Linked DNA regions of Mus musculus: regions 1, 2 and 3 are each linked to region 4. Evidence: chromatin contacts called from public ChIA-PET and promoter capture Hi-C data. All regions are on one chromosome and are shown on one strand. The core of a region is the stretch at or near the end of the contact, and the rest is flanking DNA. Distances in the headings are between cores, read along the strand shown. Region 1 has its middle 20 kb from the start of Gm29835. Region 2 has its middle 4.0 kb from the start of Taf1b. Region 3 has its middle 150 kb from the start of Gm29835. Region 4 overlaps Kidins220 (kinase D-interacting substrate 220).

What was found. ChIA-PET counts read pairs in DNA pulled down with a chosen protein or histone mark. Capture Hi-C pulls out chosen DNA fragments and counts their contacts.
Region 1: a contact with region 4 is called in an RNA polymerase II ChIA-PET map of memory CD8 T cells, with 13 read pairs. The contact joins two enhancer-like sites. A contact is called at or near these places in 1 of 15 datasets of contacts at CTCF or cohesin (large pre-B cells) and 1 of 115 datasets of contacts at active chromatin or transcription factors (memory CD8 T cells).
Region 2: a contact with region 4 is called in an RNA polymerase II ChIA-PET map of memory CD8 T cells, with 5 read pairs. The contact joins two enhancer-like sites. A contact is called at or near these places in 1 of 39 promoter capture datasets (erythroid cells), 1 of 115 datasets of contacts at active chromatin or transcription factors (memory CD8 T cells) and 1 of 9 other capture datasets (adipose tissue).
Region 3: a contact with region 4 is called in a promoter capture Hi-C map of liver, with 3 times the contacts expected there. The contact joins two enhancer-like sites. A contact is called at or near these places in 1 of 15 datasets of contacts at CTCF or cohesin (stem cell-derived epiblast-like cells) and 1 of 9 other capture datasets (liver).

Annotation. Positions count from the first base shown.
Region 1 is chr12:25,957,377-25,961,688 of GRCm38.p6, reverse strand. No RefSeq gene overlaps it. Among named protein-coding and RNA genes, the nearest start is that of Gm29835, 20 kb to the left of the region's middle. Within about 2 kb of position 2,993, at least 24 of the 459 cell types and tissues checked have an H3K27ac peak or open chromatin away from gene starts, as enhancers often do. A contact at or near this core is called in memory CD8 T cells, where this site is marked.
Region 2 is chr12:24,492,302-24,496,878 of GRCm38.p6, reverse strand. It overlaps the pseudogene Gm16372. Among named protein-coding and RNA genes, the nearest start is that of Taf1b, 4.0 kb to the left of the region's middle. Within about 2 kb of position 3,213, at least 53 of the 459 cell types and tissues checked have an H3K27ac peak or open chromatin away from gene starts, as enhancers often do. A contact at or near this core is called in memory CD8 T cells, where this site is marked.
Region 3 is chr12:25,825,498-25,829,784 of GRCm38.p6, reverse strand. No RefSeq gene overlaps it. Among named protein-coding and RNA genes, the nearest start is that of Gm29835, 150 kb to the left of the region's middle. Within about 2 kb of position 2,789, at least 3 of the 459 cell types and tissues checked have an H3K27ac peak or open chromatin away from gene starts, as enhancers often do. A contact at or near this core is called in liver, where this site is marked.
Region 4 is chr12:25,010,479-25,015,001 of GRCm38.p6, reverse strand. It overlaps Kidins220 (kinase D-interacting substrate 220), which reads right to left. Exons shown (of 32, transcript NM_001081378.1): 19 at 3,864-4,107; 20 at 3,414-3,502; 21 at 1,561-1,705. Among named protein-coding and RNA genes, the nearest start is that of Gm36236, 37 kb to the right of the region's middle. Within about 2 kb of position 1,666, at least 89 of the 459 cell types and tissues checked have an H3K27ac peak or open chromatin away from gene starts, as enhancers often do. A contact at or near this core is called in liver and memory CD8 T cells, where this site is marked.

The sequences.
Region 1 (4,312 bases), core at 1,744-4,243, 950 kb before region 4:
CCCTTTAACTTGGGAATCTTAGCTCTCTTCTATACCTATTATCCTTAGATTTTTGTCTTCTCATTCTGTCCTAGATTTCCTGGATGTTTTGGGTTAAGAGCTTTTTGTTTTTTGCATTTTCTTTGACTGTTGTGTCAATGTTTTCTATGGTATCTTCTGCCCCTGAAGTTATCTCTTCTATCTATTGTATTGTGTTGGTGATGCTTGTATCTATGACTCCTGATCTCTTTCCTAGATTTTCTAACTCTAGGGTTGTCTCCCTTTGTGATTTCTTTATTGTTTCTATTTCCATTTTTAGATCTTGGATGGCTTTATTTCCTTCTCCTGTTTGATTGTGTTTTCCTGTAATTCTTTAAGAGATTTTTGTGGTTCCTCTTTAAGAGCTTATAGCTATTTACCTGTGTTCTCCTATATCTCTTTAAGGGAGTTATTTATGTCCTTCTTAAAGTCCTCTATCATCATCATCATCATCATCATCATGAGAAGTGATTTTAGATGTGAATCTTGCTTTTCTGGTGTGTTGAGGTATCCAGGACTTGCTATGGTGGGAGAATTGGGTTCTGATGATACCAAGGAATCTTGGCTTCTCTTGCTTATGTTCTTTTGCTTGCCTCCCGCCATCTGCTTATCTCTAGTGCTACCTGCTCTCACTATATTTGACTGGAGCCTGTCCTTCCTGTGATCCTGGTTGTGTCAGAACTCCTCAGAGTTATTCTAGAGGTAATTGGGACCAGCGGGACCCAGGCACCCAGGAACTGCTCCTGACCAGTGGCACAGGTTCCTTACAGTCTGAGCCGGTGCCCTGAGCAGAACTTGGATGAGAACTCTCCAGCCAGTCCCACAACACCCAGAGGAAGCTCCACTCCCAGGTGCTCTAACATGCCCAGGACCACAGGATCACAGGATCCCAAGATTTCAGGAGCTTGATTACACCAGGATCTCAGGATTCCAGAGACAGCTTGACTTCCTGTAGCTCTGACAAATCCAGGATCTCAGGATCCCAGAATCACAGGATCACAAGGCAAATCTGTAAGGAAACAGGTTGCTGTGCCCGTAACAAAGATGGAAAATGGAAGCAAATCAGTTTCTCAGTGGGTGAGTTTGTAGGTGCCACTGCTCTGTGCGCTGCTCTCACATTGCCATTCAACCAATGACCTTGGTGACATCCATGCATTTTCTTTGACTCTCTATGTCTTCAATAGTATGGTTTCCACATTCTTTCTATTCTCACTCAACAATCACGAAGCAGAATGCTCAGATGAGCTGAGGAACTGATATACTGTCCTCCAGCCACGGGGTTACATTGCTTTTCCCCATTGCTATACACACTTGCCCTATGTTTATATTCAGTCCAAACTTCCCAAGCTGATCTTTTCCTTTGTCTCCCCTGGGAAGATGGTAGGGAGGCCTCTTCCTTCAGCCCGTGTCTGCTGTATTCTCCACCATGCTGTGTACTCATTTTCATGGTATTGGCTACATTGTTATATTGTTTCTTTTCTTTTTTAGATATTTTCTTCATTTACATTTCAAATGCTATCCCCAATGCCCCCTATACCCTCCCCACACCCTGATTCCCAACCCACCCAATCTTACTTCCTGGCCCTGGCATTCCCCTGTACTGGGGCATATGATCTTTGTAAGGCCTGGTTGTTATTTTCATTCTCTTTCCTAAAGGCTAAGTTTTCTGGGTACAGAAACTTTTCCTCTGTGGATTCACTTCTATATTCTTCATTACAGACACTGGTATATTTGCCATGGGTTTGTTTTCTGTCAGTGACACATGAATAAATAAGATATAAATGGTCTCAGATAGGGTGGTAGAGATGACCTGGTGAATAGTGTACATGGCATGCAAGGGTGAAAACTTGAATTCAAATCTCAAATGCCCACATAAAGCCAAGTGAAGTATCACATTTACAGTCCCAATGTTCATATGGGGAAACAGGAGGACTCCTAGAAATTCACAAATCAGCTGTTCTGGCATCCACAGTAGTAAAGAAGAAAGAGATATTGCCTCGAACAAAGTGGATAATTAGAACTGACTCTCAAGATTGTATTTGACCTCCAACTGTCCATTTACACTCCACAGAAGAATATACATATACACATATGTATACTCTCACATTCTGCAAACACATGTACACATCAGCCTACAGACAGACAGACAGTTACACACACACACACACACACACACACACACACACACACAGTGGTACAGACATATTCTCAGATGCCATCTGACTCCTATCACTGACTGAGAAAGGCAAGAGTTGAATGGCTATAACAGGTAACAGGGTTGTTTCAGGGGTAGAGGTCAGAGGTTATAGAGATTCTCTGAGGCCAAGGGGGATCTCCATCCTCAGGTTTTTGAATGTGAGCAAAACAATTCAAGAGAAATTGCATTCAAATTAACAACAGAGAGAGAAGATGATTAAGTCAGAGAAGAAGTAGATGGATAGTGACCCTGTGGGTCACCTGCCTGCCTTTATTAAGGACATCTGGACTAAAGGCAAGGGCATTTTGGAAGCTACTTGCTCCCTTTGATGGACATATTCCTGGGAGCTGGCAGAGCCTGGACCATGTGTAGAGAGTGTGTGACCAGTGGTGAGCATACTTTCGGGTACTGCAAATGGGAACTGTCTACAGTAAAGAATTTTCTCATGTTCTGGTTTGTCACAGCAAGGCCTGCTTGCTCTCTTACCACACTTTCTGAAATGTCCTTTCAAGAGGGAAAGTACAGCTGATTGCGGAGGTGTGTTTATAACCTAGTGTCAGAGAAAGGAGCTGGGCAAACACAGTCAAATCAGATAGTCTGGGTTTTTATTGTGTTCTCTGAACCACTTTTAATAAACTTTCCTGATACTCAGTCAAAGGATGTGGTCTCCATCAAAAGTTCTTTTTAGTAACCAAATCAACAAGTGGGGAAAAACACACCTACGCAGTTCCACGTGCAGCCAACCTGAGGAGGGGTGCAGGGTGCAGGTTGCCTGCAGCCCCAGGTGCAACACACTTGTTGAGAGGAGTGCAGGGTGCCTGCATCTGCTCCCTACAGCTCATGGGTGGGGATGGGGAACTCATTCAGACCACTAGCTCCAGTTTCATTCGATGTAAAATTGTGTGTGTGGGGTGGGGGGAGGAGTATGTGTGTGTGTGTGTGTGTGTGTATGTGTGTGATCCTTTTACAGTCACAAGCTCAGGAACACAAGAGAACACTTCAGTTTGTTCTGTCCACTTAGAATTATAGCATGCTCTCCATCTAGAACTTTCTAGCCTCCACTCATTCTACAAATCCAGAGTCTAAGTAGCTGAATTCATCACCCAAATGCTTAACCCCTCGCCTTACCAAGCCTAGCCTTTTTCATGGTACCACCTGGAGGGATCAGGCTTAGGAGGAGCAGAAGGGACCAGCTGGGTTTGGGGGAAGAGATGCACATATCCCTTGCTCCAAGAGGGAGAAGGTTCCCTTTGTTTTCCTCATTCCTACCACACTACATGAAGATATGCCCTCATGTGTATAAAGACTCTTGTTCAAGAAGAGAAGATGAATGGAGAATCTAGGATAAGCTTCATTCCCTTTGAATAGTCCATCCCCAATAGCTCTTGTCTTTCTGAATTCTCCATTACATGTTTGATTCCTCCTAATCCTTCATCTATCCCACTTGATATACTCTTGCTGCCATTTGTGGTATGCTATCTCTTGTATTTGTCAGATGGACACACACACACAGACACACACACCTTTAAACTCCACAGCGTCTCTGGGAGGTATGTCTCCTGTGATGTTTGAACAGTGAAGGAAGCTGGGTATGGGAATGCTGTAATTCAGATGTGAAGCATCCCCTGCAGGCTTCCACATTGCAAACTTGGTTCCTGATATGGAGATGACAGGAAGTGGTGAAAGCTTCAGTGTGGGGCTGGGAGATGGTCTTCTGGTCTCTCAACATCTCTTTTCTGCATGTCAGTCACCACAGGAGCAGCTTCCTGTCATGCTGTACTGCCCCCTGTCATCATAGCCCCAAAGCAACAGCTCCAACTATCATGGACTGAAACCAGGAGCCAACTCCCCCCTTCTCAGAAAGTACATTAATCTTAAATATCTTGATGCAGTAATAGAAAGCTGACTATTCAACAAAAATGTGGACACTTGTGTTAAGGTTAGATCCAGTCATGGACCTGAGAGGCCACAGTTGTCTTCAAATGTTAAGGGACATCTCCTGTCCATACAGACATCAGCCTGGCTGCTAGGTTATTCTCTACACTTTATGTCTACACACTTGGGAAAATTAACCAGGCAAGACTTATTGTCCCTCAG
Region 2 (4,577 bases), core at 1,964-4,463, 520 kb after region 4:
TGCCACCACTGTCTGCCTACATTTGAATGTTTCAAAGGAAGCTACTTTTTTTCTTTAAGAAAACAACATTAGCCAGGCGGTGGTGGCACACACCTTTAATCGCAGCACTTGGGAGGCAGAGGCAGGCGGATTTCTGAGTTCGAGGTCAGCCTGGTCTACAAAGTGAGTTCCAGGACAGCCAGGCTACACAGAGAAACCCTGTCTCAAAAAAAAAAAAAAAAAACCCAGAAAAGAAAAAAGAAAACAACATTATTTAAAAATATACAAGAAGAAATAGAAAAATCTGAATAATCTGATAGCTACTTCAGAAATTGTCTTAGGGCTGTGACGTCACTCAGTGGCAGTGTGCTTGCCTATCATGTGGAAGACCATGAGCTCAAGCTCTGAGACTGGAAATAAATGAATAATAGAAACATCAGCAAGACAAAGAAAAGACAAAAAGTGTTGACACTCCTCTGCTCAGGAACGGACTTACAGAACCAGAATTCTATATGAATCAATAATGAACAGTTAAAAATGGGCAAGAGACAAGACAGTAGAGTATGGTAGTGCTGCAGGTCTTTTTTTTTTTTTTAAAGTTTTTTTAATTAGGTATTTTCTTCATTTACATTTCCAATGCTATCCCAAAAGTGCCCCCATACCTCCCCCTCCGCATCCTGCTTCTTGGCCCTGGCGTTCCCCTGCACTGAGGCATATAAAGTTTGCAAGTCCAATGGGCCTCTCTTTCCAATGGTGGCTGACTAGGCCATCTTCTGATACATATGCAGCTAGAAACAGGAGCTCTGGGGGACAATAATAGTGGGAGACTTCAACACACCACTTTCATCAATGAACAAATCATAGAAACAGAAACTAAACAGGGACACAGTGAAACTAACAGAAGTTATGAAACAAATGGATTTAACAGATATCTACAGAACATTTTATCCTAAAACAAAAGGTAATGCTGCAGCTCTTAATCACAGCTCCTCTGGAGGTTGGGGCAGGAGGATCATAAGTTCAAGGCCAGCCTGGGCAACTTAGCAAAATCAAAGTAAAAACAGAGCTACAGAGGGTAGATGTAGCTCAGTTGGTGGATCATTTCCCAAGCAAGCACAAAGCCTTCCATTTAGTCCCCATCTCTGTGTAAAACAAGATATGATGCCATACATACATACATACATACATACATACATACATACTTGAAATCACAGCACTCAGGAGGCTGAGGCAGGAGGATCATGAGTTTGAGGGTTACCTAGGCTACATAATGACACCTTGCCTCAAAAAAGGAGAACAAAATGCACATGGGGAAGAGCAGTGATGGAGAGAGAGGGGTAAGTTCTGGATATAAGCAAAAGGCAAACCTGGTAGGTTGGGTGAGAGAAGAGTTAAGATGGTCTGGACCTGTCAGCATCTGACCTGCTGTGAGAAGATGGTTAGCCTTTACTGAGGCAGAAAGTCTTCAGCATCCACACACAGTACAGTGGAGGAGAAAGCAGGATTTCGTTTGGGTGTATGTCTTAGTGGTTCTTGTCCCATGTTCATGTGGGGACTCTGAATACCACGCTGAGTAGGTGAGTTGGATATTCAGGGGAAGAGGCACCACCGTGGGTATGAATTTGAGGATAAAGACTGGAGGATATCACTAGGGTAGGGGTATCCAGACAGGAAAAGGTCTGAGAGAGAATGTCCTTGATGCAGAAGGAAAACCAGCAGCATGAGTATCCTGGAAGCCAGCAGTGTCCCTGAGGAAGAGCCACCACCCTCAGCAGATGCTCTTGAGACCTGCAGTCAGGGGAAGATGGGATCTCCTTCCCATCTACTGGATGACGGATGGATCTAGCCACAAGGGTCAGTAGGGAGTAAAGTAATGTGCTGGCTAATCTCCATTGGCAGCTTGACTGGATTGAGAAATGGTTGGGAGACCAGTGAGACACATGTCTTCGAATGTCTGTTTCCAGAGATGACTAACATGTGTGATAGCAACGGAGTGAGGAAAGACCCTCATGAATGTAGGCAGCTCCATCTTAATAAGCTAGGGACCTGGAGGGATCTGAAGTGGGAGGAGGGAGCTCCCAGCTCCCACAAACTCCATCATCCTTCTCTGCAAATCCTTCTTGCTGCTGTCATTACCAAAGGACATCAGACCCCGTCTGCTTCAACTTTTCAACATGATTCATACCAGCAGGCCTTTAGGGAGCCTGCAGGCTTTTAACCTTACACTTGGGCTGCATCTTTGAGCCCCTTGTTCTGAAGCTTCCAGCTTCTTAGATACAGAAGCCATGAGGTTATCAGGGTCCTGATGTGCAGACAACCATTGCTGAATCACCCAGCTTCCAATGAGCACTAAGGGTGCCCAACCTTCTGACACTGCAGCTTGACACTGTCATCTACAAAGTTTACACTCAAGAGCTGAACAATCAAGTTACCAGAAAAAAAAATCCACAACTATAAGCTGATTCAATACATCCTGTATTAGGCCTCCACCATTGTGGGCTGTACACCTGACAAACTTTCTCACCTTATATTTCTATAAGACTTCCACAACCAAACTATTTCTGATGGAGAGACAGAAGCAAAACTGGTCTCATTCTCTAATTGACTAGAATGAAAACTCAAAACAAAATCAGGGCTAACTCCAAGACAAGACACTGGAGTAGAGCTACACTTACTCTCAGGATTCATGTACACGGCTGTCCGTGCTGAATCACGATCATCCATCCTAGCAAATGGCTGCCAAAGTACTCATGTCTGGAGACATGAGCATGCTTAAGTGCAGGAACAAACTGGCTAGATTAGTAATAAATCCGTAGAACTTTTTGAACTGCTAAAACACACACACACATCCTCATAATGTTTTAAATAAGCTCACAATTTTTTGTTGAGCTTCATCCATACGAATTTGTGTGAGCTACATTTGACCCACAGACCATGAATTGTACATGCCTGTAAGCTGATTCAACACATCTCCTATCATATGTCTGTGTGTGTGTTGTATTCTATCAGTGTGTGTGTGTGTGTGTGTGTGTGTGTGTGTGTGTGTGTGTGTGTGTTGTATTCTATCAGTTCTGTTGCTCTAGAAAAACCTGAGTACTGAAACCAGCTTCAGTGGAGAGTTGGGGATGAAAGTCTTTAAGAATGTGTTTTAGGAGCGGAAGAGGGAAGTGAGTCGGACCAGGCTAGGCTCGCTAAAGGAGAGGCACCGCAGAGGGGCAGGCCCCCGTCGCGTCGCGATCCGGGATGCCGAAGAACACGGTGTCGTCGGCCCGCTTCCGGAAGGTGGACGTGGACGAATATGAGGAGAACAAGTTCGTGGACGAGGAGGACGGCGGCGATGGCCAGGCCGGGCCCGACGAGGGCGAGGTGGACTCGTGCCTACCGCAAGGAAACATGACAGCTGCTCTGAAATCCCCCCCACCCCCCACTATTAACACAAAGAGCCAGGCAGTGAAGGACTGTGCTGGCAGCTACGTCTTGAAGGTGCTTATCTCTTTTAAAGCTAATGATATTGAAAAGGCAGTTCAGTCTCTGGACAAGAACGGTGTGGACCTCCTAATGAAGTGTATTTATAAAGGCTCTGAGAGCCCATCTGACAACAGCAGTGCTGTGTTGCTGCAGTGGCATGAAAAGGCACTTGCTGAGGGAGGAGTGGGGTCCATCGTTCGCGTTTTGACTGCAAGGAAAACCGTGCAGTCCAGCTGGAACTGGACACCACTGGACACCGTTCACAGGAGTGGGAGTTGCTGGTACAAAGACCAAAACAACCAAATGGCACCGCTGCCCTGTGGGTAGCATCTGTCTCTCTCAGCTTTGCCTTCTTGCTTTCGTTTTCATATCTGTAAAGAAGAAAATTACAGTTTCCTTTAATGAAAATTGAAATAATGCGGAGAAAATTTTGTCTCAGTGGAGGTGTTTGATTCTTTCATAATCATGTCAATAATATGTATCCCATTCTGTAATTTATATTCAAGCTTGATTGTGCAGTTTCTAACTCTGTTGACTGGTTTAAGGGTTTTACTTTATTTTTAACCAATACTGAGAAATGTGATCAAAGTTGAGGCCAGTTTCCTAACTCATTGCTGGTCAGGAAGTGATCTTTATTTTTAAAAATGAGAGACTGGCAGCTATTAACATTGCAAAACTGGACCACACTTCCCTTATTTAAGCAAAATGTGTTTCCAGAGCAAGTAGTGGGTGAGCCCCACTACCAGTTTCCAGCTTTCTTTCCGCTTGCCTCCAGATGATGCTATAAGTGTAAGTGTGCTACTTCCTGTTAGCATCCAATTTTCATGGCCTCTCAATCTCTTTGTGGTGACCCAGGGTCCGGAGCAAGGAGTCTTACTCTATATAAATGTATTTACACAATATAAGCGCCTCTTTGGCACAAACATCCCATTTCCTTCTGGTAATAAGGCTGCCTGGGGAAACAGTCCCAAGTCAGAGACAGGCCTCCAGCAGCCTCTGGATGAAATACTTTCATCAGAAATAAAGTAGCTGCCTTAGCCATTACACAGGTGTTCACTGGAACATTTCCTATGATTTCCCGAGGACGTCTTCAGTGCTCTTCAGGTAATGGGGATCTCAGAAGATTTGGT
Region 3 (4,287 bases), core at 1,540-4,039, 810 kb before region 4:
AATCATGTTCCTTCAGTGCCATTCACGGGACTTTGAATGCATAGCTACTAAATGTCAGAAGCTAGGAAAGGGTTCATGTCCCCAGGGAGCTTAAAATGAAGCTTTATTATTATTGATGTCACTGTTGTTGTCTGACTCTTAATGCTTTAAGCTTAGATTTCTACAGGAATAAATAAGGGAAATTGAAACACATTCTCTAAAATACTAATTAATTGGAGGACTCGATCAGCCTCTATAAAAAGTCCTAAAAAGCACAAAGAAGCAAAACAAGCTCAAAGTTCTAAACCTAACCCAGCTAGGCAGACAAGGGTGCCATCTGAAATATGCCATTTGGGATCAGCCTGGGAAGTTTTGAAAACTGAGAGATGAAATCTTTGAGAACCCTTTCCTTTAGGAATAAAACTTGGATTTTATCCAAGGCAATAGCATAGGGAACGGAGAAGGAGAATTCCAAAGCACAAACACCAATGAGCTTTTGAGAGTCAAACATGGAGAAGAGCAAAAATGAAAATCCAAAGATGCAGGGAGTGAGACAAAGAAAAAAAAAAAAACTAATCTCCTACTGATGCGAAGACACCCGTGTTTCATCCAGCAGCCTTGGCCTTATGGGGCCTGGGAATCTGAAGAAAAAAAAAATGATGTTACCTTAACATACCCAGAGAGGAAGCAGATGCCTTTACTCTACCTGCCAGAAGTATGCAGGAGGACTTCCCACTTCCCAAGGCCCTGGAGAAAAGCAGTGTGGTGCAGAGAGGAACATCTGAATGGAAGGCAAGCTGTAGCTTCAGAGGAAGGGGTGGCCTGGGAAGTGGGCTCTCATTTGATCATTTGACTCAGCGATCTAAAGAAGATGGTCCAGAGAAATATGGGCAAGTCAATTTCTCCGTTGTATTTTCCAGGCATGTGTTTAAGAGAGTTGCCCTGGGCACGTGCACTCTGCCTGTGCGAAAACCCCTTTGTCTGGATGACTCTGCTCCCAGAGTTTGCATGGTCAGTCTCTAACTCTCAATGCTTGAGGCTCTGAGTGGTCATAAAGATAGGACCTTTAAGAAGACAAAGGATAGGGTATGGTTCTATTGGGAAAGAGATTCCTTTGCAAGCATGAAAATCAGAGCTCAGTTCTCAGCACTTATTGGTAAAATTGAAACAGCCAGGATGGTAATATCCATTTGTAACACCTACAATCAGGAAATAGGAGGATTCATAGGCTCTCCATGGCCAGCCAGTTTAGCCTAATCAGTCAGCCTCAGTCCAGTATGAGACCCTGTCTCAAAATATGATGAATGGCACCTGGGGGACAATTTCTGAGGTTTTCCTCTGGTCCCTATATACACACACATACTTATACCTGTGTGTGCATGCATTAGTGCATACACATAGAAACATGCCATCATACATAAATTCAGAATTTAAATGAGTTACCTAGCATACATTTGAATCCTCTGTGCTTGCATTTATTATTGGATGACCTGAGGACGTGGTCTCCCAGAGGGAAGACCATGTAAAGACACTGGGTGAGCAGCTGCTAGAAGCCAAGGAGACTAGCTCCAAAAGCAGCCCTGCCCACAGTGGACCATGGACTTCCAGCTTCTAGAAATATGATGAAATCAATGTTTGTTGTTTCTGGCACAAAGTGTAGCCCTTCCCAACAGAACTGAGGCTTTACTCCCATGTCCGTGAAGGATCAAGGTGAAGATGCTATCACATGCTTGCACTGGCTTGCTAGCCACAGCAAGCACAGTGCTAGCAACATGTAAAGATGAGGCCATGGAGGCCAAGGATGATCCAGGTGGGTGCAAAACAAGGATCAGAGCAAATGATGAGAGCCAGAAGATGGTCTGAGGGCAGTATTAGGCAGTGAGCTGGCAAATGGTTCCCCAATGATGGACTTGTATTTGACGTGTATTTGTGTCTGCTCTGGAACTTTGACATGAGGCTAGACCTCAGATAACAAAGTCCTGAAGATTGAGGCCAAACACCAAGATTTATTTAAAAATATTCCCTTCATGATTCAAATATGCAACTAGAAACTGACTTACAGAGAGTGTGAGACCTCGTCACAGCACCTCGGCATGATTACTTCTTCTCCCCTTTCGGCCTCTAAAATGTGAACACCACACAGTGACCTCTGCTTGCTCTGAACTTAGCCTGAAGAAGCACACCAAACATGACTGCTTGTGATGGGGAAAAAAAAAATCTCTTGTCATTCTGGCTTAGCTCTTTGTTTCTGGCTGAAGATAAAAGTAAAAAAAAAAAAAAAAAGTAGATTAAATGAAATTTCAAACTCAGAATAAATAATATAAGGACGTCAGCAGTATGTAAAATAAATGACTTGGGTGGGTGTGGTGGGATCTTATTTGTATCCGTGATTAAATGCATGCTGACTTTAATTCTTTCAGAAGTGACTTTTCACTAGTGTTTTAGATGTCTGTCACCTTTTCTTGTCAGGCTCTTTCAAAATATCCCTAAGTAAATTAAAAAAAAAATGGCTCTGAAACATCACGTGTCATTAAAAGGATGATTGCTGCACACTGCATGGAGATGGGTTATACTGTATCCCTGTATTTTGATTCCTAACAACGACAGGGATTTATGTCCTAGCTTAGCACCCCCTGCTTCACCAAGGCACTGTGCACTTTTTATCTGTAAGAAAATGTCAAAAGGGGGAGCTAGTTAGCTAATTGATTAGAGATTGGGGCTCAATGTTTGCAGGCAGAAGAGGCTTTCAGAGGTCATGGAAAGCCCTGGGCTGTGTTCTCACATTCTGCCCTGGGAAGGATTTTATCCCACCCCCCACCCCACCCCGTTTTCCCAGGAGGACAGCCCATTTCAGCCCTCTCCTGCCTCTCCCATCAGCCGAGCACAGGAGCTGATTACTGTTTGACAACAAGACAGAAGTGGATTTTAGCTGCGTAGCTCACAGAAGCTGAGCCACCAATGGAAAAACCGGTGGCTGAGCTCCACTCCTTGCAGTTTGGAGCCACAAAAGTACAAAGGTGAAAGAAAAGACTGCAGCAGAGGCCTGGGGCCTCCATTGAGCAGAAGCACATTCCTACCATCTTTCAGGGCAGCTCTGCACTCATGCTAATGCGTGCTAGTTCATGTGATGAGACTCTGTGAGCCAAACACGGGCCAAGTCATGATGAGAGGTGGGCATTGCCAGGCCCTCCCTCTGCTTCAGATTCTTCTCTAGTGTCTCTGGCCCTCTTCCTCCTCTCCCAGCATCGCTTCAGCCACCCAAGAACCTCACTTTCACCCTCTTCTGCTCAAGCTATTATTTTGGAACCAAGATCAAACAAAGTTGTTTTTCTGATTTTTTTTCCTGCTTGCTTTATCATTTTCTCCCTTAGAAAATCAGTTGCCGCCTACACTCGCACCTGTGTAAGGCAGCCCTGAGACACAGCATGGGCCCAGCCAAGCTCAGACTCTTGAGCAAACATCCCCCAAAGGGACCAGTAGCCTGTGTGCATGTATGTGTGTGACTGTCTGTTTCTATGAAACATTACCAGAATATACTAATGACTTATAATACATTGTATTCCTATCCATCAGAACCCTTAAGAAATGCCAGGTCTTTAATAGGAGGCACACGATATTAGGAATTCTAGGGGATCAGCACTTATTCTTGTGTAGAAATATGTGTGCATTTATAGACATACTTGATACACCTACAGTATTTTTATAATTTAAAAATTATTTCAATGCATTTTCTCATGTGATCTAGAGAAGAAAATAAAATAGAGCAGCCATCCCTCCAGCACATGGCTTCCTTCACATGGAATGCTCTCAGACTGTAGGATGGAACATGAGTGCAGTGTGTGTATCTGTGTATCTGTGTACATGCGTGCATGTATGCATGCATGTTTGGCTTGGCACATTGAAAAGTCAAAGGTCAAGACTCTAAGCTAACCAGATATAAGAGCTATGTTCATTGACGCACACCTGTGATCTCAGCATTCAAAGGACTGAAGCAGGAGGACTATTGCAAATCTAAGGCCAATCTGGTTTACATGGTAAGTAGTTCCAGACCAGCCAGGGCATCGCAGGAAGACTGCATAAGAGGTTCCTCTCCTCTCCTTTCCTCTTCTCTCCTCTCCTTTCCTTCTTTCTTTCCTCCCTCTCTTTGTTCTTTCTTTCTTCTCGTATTTTTGTCCTGAGCAAAGATCTCATATAACCCAGGCTGTCTGTCAACTCAATGATGACCCTAAACTTCTCACCTTCCTTTCTCCATAGCCAATGAGCTAGGATTTCAAGCTTACACCACTATGCCCAGTTTTTGTAGTTGTG
Region 4 (4,523 bases), core at 417-2,916:
CATGGAAGGAGGCGGCAGAATCGTTTCGTTTGAGATGCAGGAAGGTCTCATGGAAAAGCTTATAGGTAGGGAAACACCTAAAGAATTGAGAAAACCCACTGCTCAGAATCATGACAGGCCATGTTAATGAAAACTGGTCAAGATACAAAGTTGAGCTCCAAGAACTGTAGTCACGGGCAGCCTAATATTAAAGAGCAAGAGGACACAATGTGTTAACTAGCAACAGTTAGGAGGGAAACCATTGCTACAGCTGCTTGTGGCATCCAGATAAGGATGGAGCCCTGGCCCTGCACGCTCCCTGTAGGAGCCATTGGGGAACCTCAAGTGCAGTCTCCTCGCTGAAGCCCTGAGAAGGGTCTTGGGAAATCTGGGAGGACTGGAGGAAGAACAGCATGGGAGAGGGCAGTGTGCTCTACCAAGGAGCTTTGCTGAGAACAGAAGCAGGGCCAAGGCAGGGGCAGAGCCAGGAGGGGCAGAGCCAGGAGAAGTTCCAGGGAAAGGGAGGTGCTTGAGTGGGAGGGGTGCTATCTTACTTCCTGTTAAATTTCTACCATGCCCAGACCAACTCTGGGCATAAGAAGGATGATAAGACATATTGTCAAGTGAGAATGTCGGTGTTAGCAATAATATCAGGAAACAGTTCCTCTGTCGAACCAGCATTGGAAGATTGAAGTCTCATTTAAAGAGATTTATAACTATAAAATGTTATCTTAGGTATGACCCCCACCTATAATACAGTTTACGTCAGGAGCCCTAAACTTAGTATAAAATGCAATTCCAATTGACAGAGTCAACACTAGGAAACACCAGAAGGTACCAAGCAATACCATGTAAGGAAAGACACACATTCTAGAAGTTAAAATGCAAGTGTGTCTATGACTGCTCTCATGCTAATTAGCCTTAACATACAGAAGAGCAGCGTCCACACAAAGAATTCAGTCATAGCAATAAGCTCCTTTTTGGGGAATGGGGCAGGCTTGGGAGGTTCGAGACAGGGTTTCTCTGTTTAGCTCTGGCTGACCTAGAGTTCACTCTGTAGACCAAGCTTGCCTTGAACCTGATCAAAGATATGCCTGTCTCTGCCTCCAGAGTGTTGAGATTAAAGATGTGGGCCACCACTGCCTAGCTAATAGTCTCCATTGTATTACAAATATTTTTATTCAAATTATCATAGAAAAACTGAAATAATATGGCAGTATATAAAAATCTGAATTTCAGCACAAATATTAATGTGCTCAGTTATATAAATTATATAAATTTAGCCTAAATATAAAGTAAAAGAACTTTAAAATGATGAACTTTTAAGATAAATTCCCAAGTGATATCAGATTGTCAAGTACTATTACAAAAAAGTTACTACTATCATCTACCACTACCAACACAGCTCACACTCAAAGTGCTCTGTTAACGTTAAAACTTATGGTGAGTCTGGGGGTGCAACTCAATAGCACAACATTCACAGAGCTTGCACAAGCCCTGAGTTCAATGCCTACTATCTCAAAACAATATAAACAAAATAAAACTTATTATCTGTCACAGAACTTGAAAAACAAAAGTCACCTGTCACCGAAACAATATTGAGTAACCGTCTCATGGTTTGTGGACTGATGTCACTGAACCAATCCTCAGTAACCAGCAGCTTTGTGAGATCAAAGGACATCTGCCTCGTGATGGTTCTCTGCATCTGCCTTCTGCGGTAAGTATCCTGAAACAACAGCACCAGTGAGAAACACCCATCCTTGAGAGTTAACATGCACGCTTATGGTAAGACCAACAAAACAGACTGCAGAGCCAACTCAGTGGGTAAGAAAAGCAGAATTCACAATATTAACCAAAGAGAAAGATTGCAGGCTAGTCAAGTACAGTCACTTCTGAGGCACTTTCCAGAGCAATGACTCAGTAGAGTTGGCAGGCAGGCATCCCATGTGTTAGAGAAAACGTAATGTCTCAGATAAGAAGTGCACAGAACTCTGTAAAGAAAATCACGGTCAAGCTCCATAAAGCCTCGTACTAGGAGCCATAAAACAATAAAGCAGGTAAGTTCCTTCATGGTTCTAGGGATTCAGCATCTCTATTTTTAGGGTGTTTTAAAGTGTAACACGATTTTATCCCAGGCACAGCCACTCTTAACTTCCCTGGCATTTCCTCAAAGAGTTGAAGGCACCCTGTAGAGTGGGCTGGAGTGGCTAAGGTATCCCACTCCTAAGAGAAGAACACTCCCCCGAGTCCTGACGCATGGGAAAGGTAGATGAAACCATAGGTCCCCAAGAACCTGGGCTGCCAAGAGAGAAATCCAACATGCAGCATCACACACCCCCCTGACCTTGGCGCTATCATTTGTCACTCATATTATCTCTGAATTCATATCCTGCAAAGCATGTGGGCACAAAGCCAAAGACACAAGGTTTAAAAAGTAATGCCCCCCCCCCAAAAAAAAAGCTGGGCGTGGTGGTGCACACCTTTAATCCCAGCACTCAGGAGGTGGATTTCTGAGTTTGAGGCCAGCCTGATCTACAAAGTGAGTTCCAGGACAGCCAGGGCTATACAGAGAAACCCTGTCCCGAAAAACCAAAACCAAAACCAAAACCAAAACAAAACCAAAGTAATGTCCAGATGGTAGCAAACAAGAAAACAGGCAATGCCAGTATGAGCCCACGTCAGCCATCCGTAAGTGACATTATCAGCAAAGCTCCCCTGCCTGTGGACACCTTCCCACTTTACAAGCCTAAATAAATACACCTGGTTTTGCTCTACAAATAAGATGGGTGGACAGAGAGACTGAAGCACTGAACCAGAAACCCAGGGAGACTGGGAAGGGCCCTGAATCACACCTGGGCGTGGAGACTACAATCCAGACCTTGTAAACATTGGGCAAAGAGAAAGAACCTAAAGAGATTAAAAAAAAAAAAAAAAAGTAGGGCCGGCACCTGCTCAGGAACGAACGTGAGGCCACGATCATTTGCTGGCTAGGAAATCTTACTACTTAGGTGCAGAGTCAGCAGTGATCTGGGAAGAGGCTGCGGGGTGGGGGCCTCCTCCCTGATGAAGGTCTTTACCCTCCAGGCAGCTCTGAGGCAGCTGACGCTGAAAGGGAGCTCCGCACCGACCTCAAGAGCTTAGCTTCGTGTTTGCCTTTACAGGAGAACACTAGGCGTTGATTACAGAGAACACTAGGCGTTTACAGAGTACACTAGGCGTTGTTTACAGAGAACACTAGGCATTGTTTACAGAAGAACACTAGGTGCCACAAACTTAATTTTATTTGAATGACTGCTAAAAAAATAAAAATCAGAGTCAGGATATAGCTAAGTGGCAGAATACTTGCCTAGCATGCGGAAGGCTTTGAAAGGCTCAACCCCAACACTCTAAGGAAAATTCAATCACACCATTAAACGGCAGGAATGGCACCTTACCCTTCTGTTGAGGGCCGTTTTGCTACCAAGCTTTGTCATCTCCCCAAGGCTGTTCTGTGAAACTCTTCTGTCAGCATCCTCCTGCACTCCTGGAAGAAAGCATTGGGACAGCACTGTGGTGGTTAAAATGAGTTTCTCCCAGAGCCTCCTGTGTCTGAACACTGGGCCCCACTTGAGGCTGCTGCTTGGGAGGCTTAGGGGATGAGGCTTGCTGCAGGAAGTGTGTCCCTGGAGATGCCTTTTGAGAGTTTGAAGATGTATGCCTTTGTGTTTGCTCTCCGTTTCCTACTTGCAGTGTAAGATGGGAACTCTCAGCTTGCTACTCCAGCCCCACTGCCACGCTTCCCGCCATAACGGTGCTGAATTCTTATCCCTTTGGAGCATAGCTAAATAAACCCCTCCTTCTACAAGCTGCCTTCAAGCTTGAGCACTCTAGGGCTTGATACTTACCTGTTGCTTCTGAGCACGAAATGTCCCCATTTGTTGCTGAAGTTACAAGAAATTTTCTTGCATTGCTAAGCCCACGACTATTAAGGAAAACTGGTAAATGAACTATATTGCGCATATAGTCATGTCCATTTATATTTGAATCACGAAGCACACTATTCAGGTTCTGGTTGATGGCCTTTATAATAATATGTGGATCACTTGCAAAAATGGCAATAAAAGGGCCCTTTGAAAACAGAACTCGGACCTGTGGTAAAAGAAAGGTATGGACGTGATGCGAATTTTTAAATTATACAAGAAATATCTTTTTTAAAATATGTACTATCCTTTGGTGCTATATTTTTAATATCATTCATTTTTTCATCAAAATTTATTCTCTATATATACAACTTTTATAGATGGCTCAATCTTAGATTGCTATCATCTACCCACAGTGACACAACTAACAAAGGGAACTGCTAATGTGGGTTCCTCCCCAGACACCTGCAGCTTACACAGAAGTAAGATCAACACATGGCAATTTCCGGTGAGCACATGTGAGTTCTGCATACTCAGTTAACCACTGTTGTTTATAACAAACCTCAGATCACAGCACTACAAATTCTCCTGGTCCCCTCTGTCCTCTCAGAGGACAAACATGACTGCTGCATACTGAGCCACACT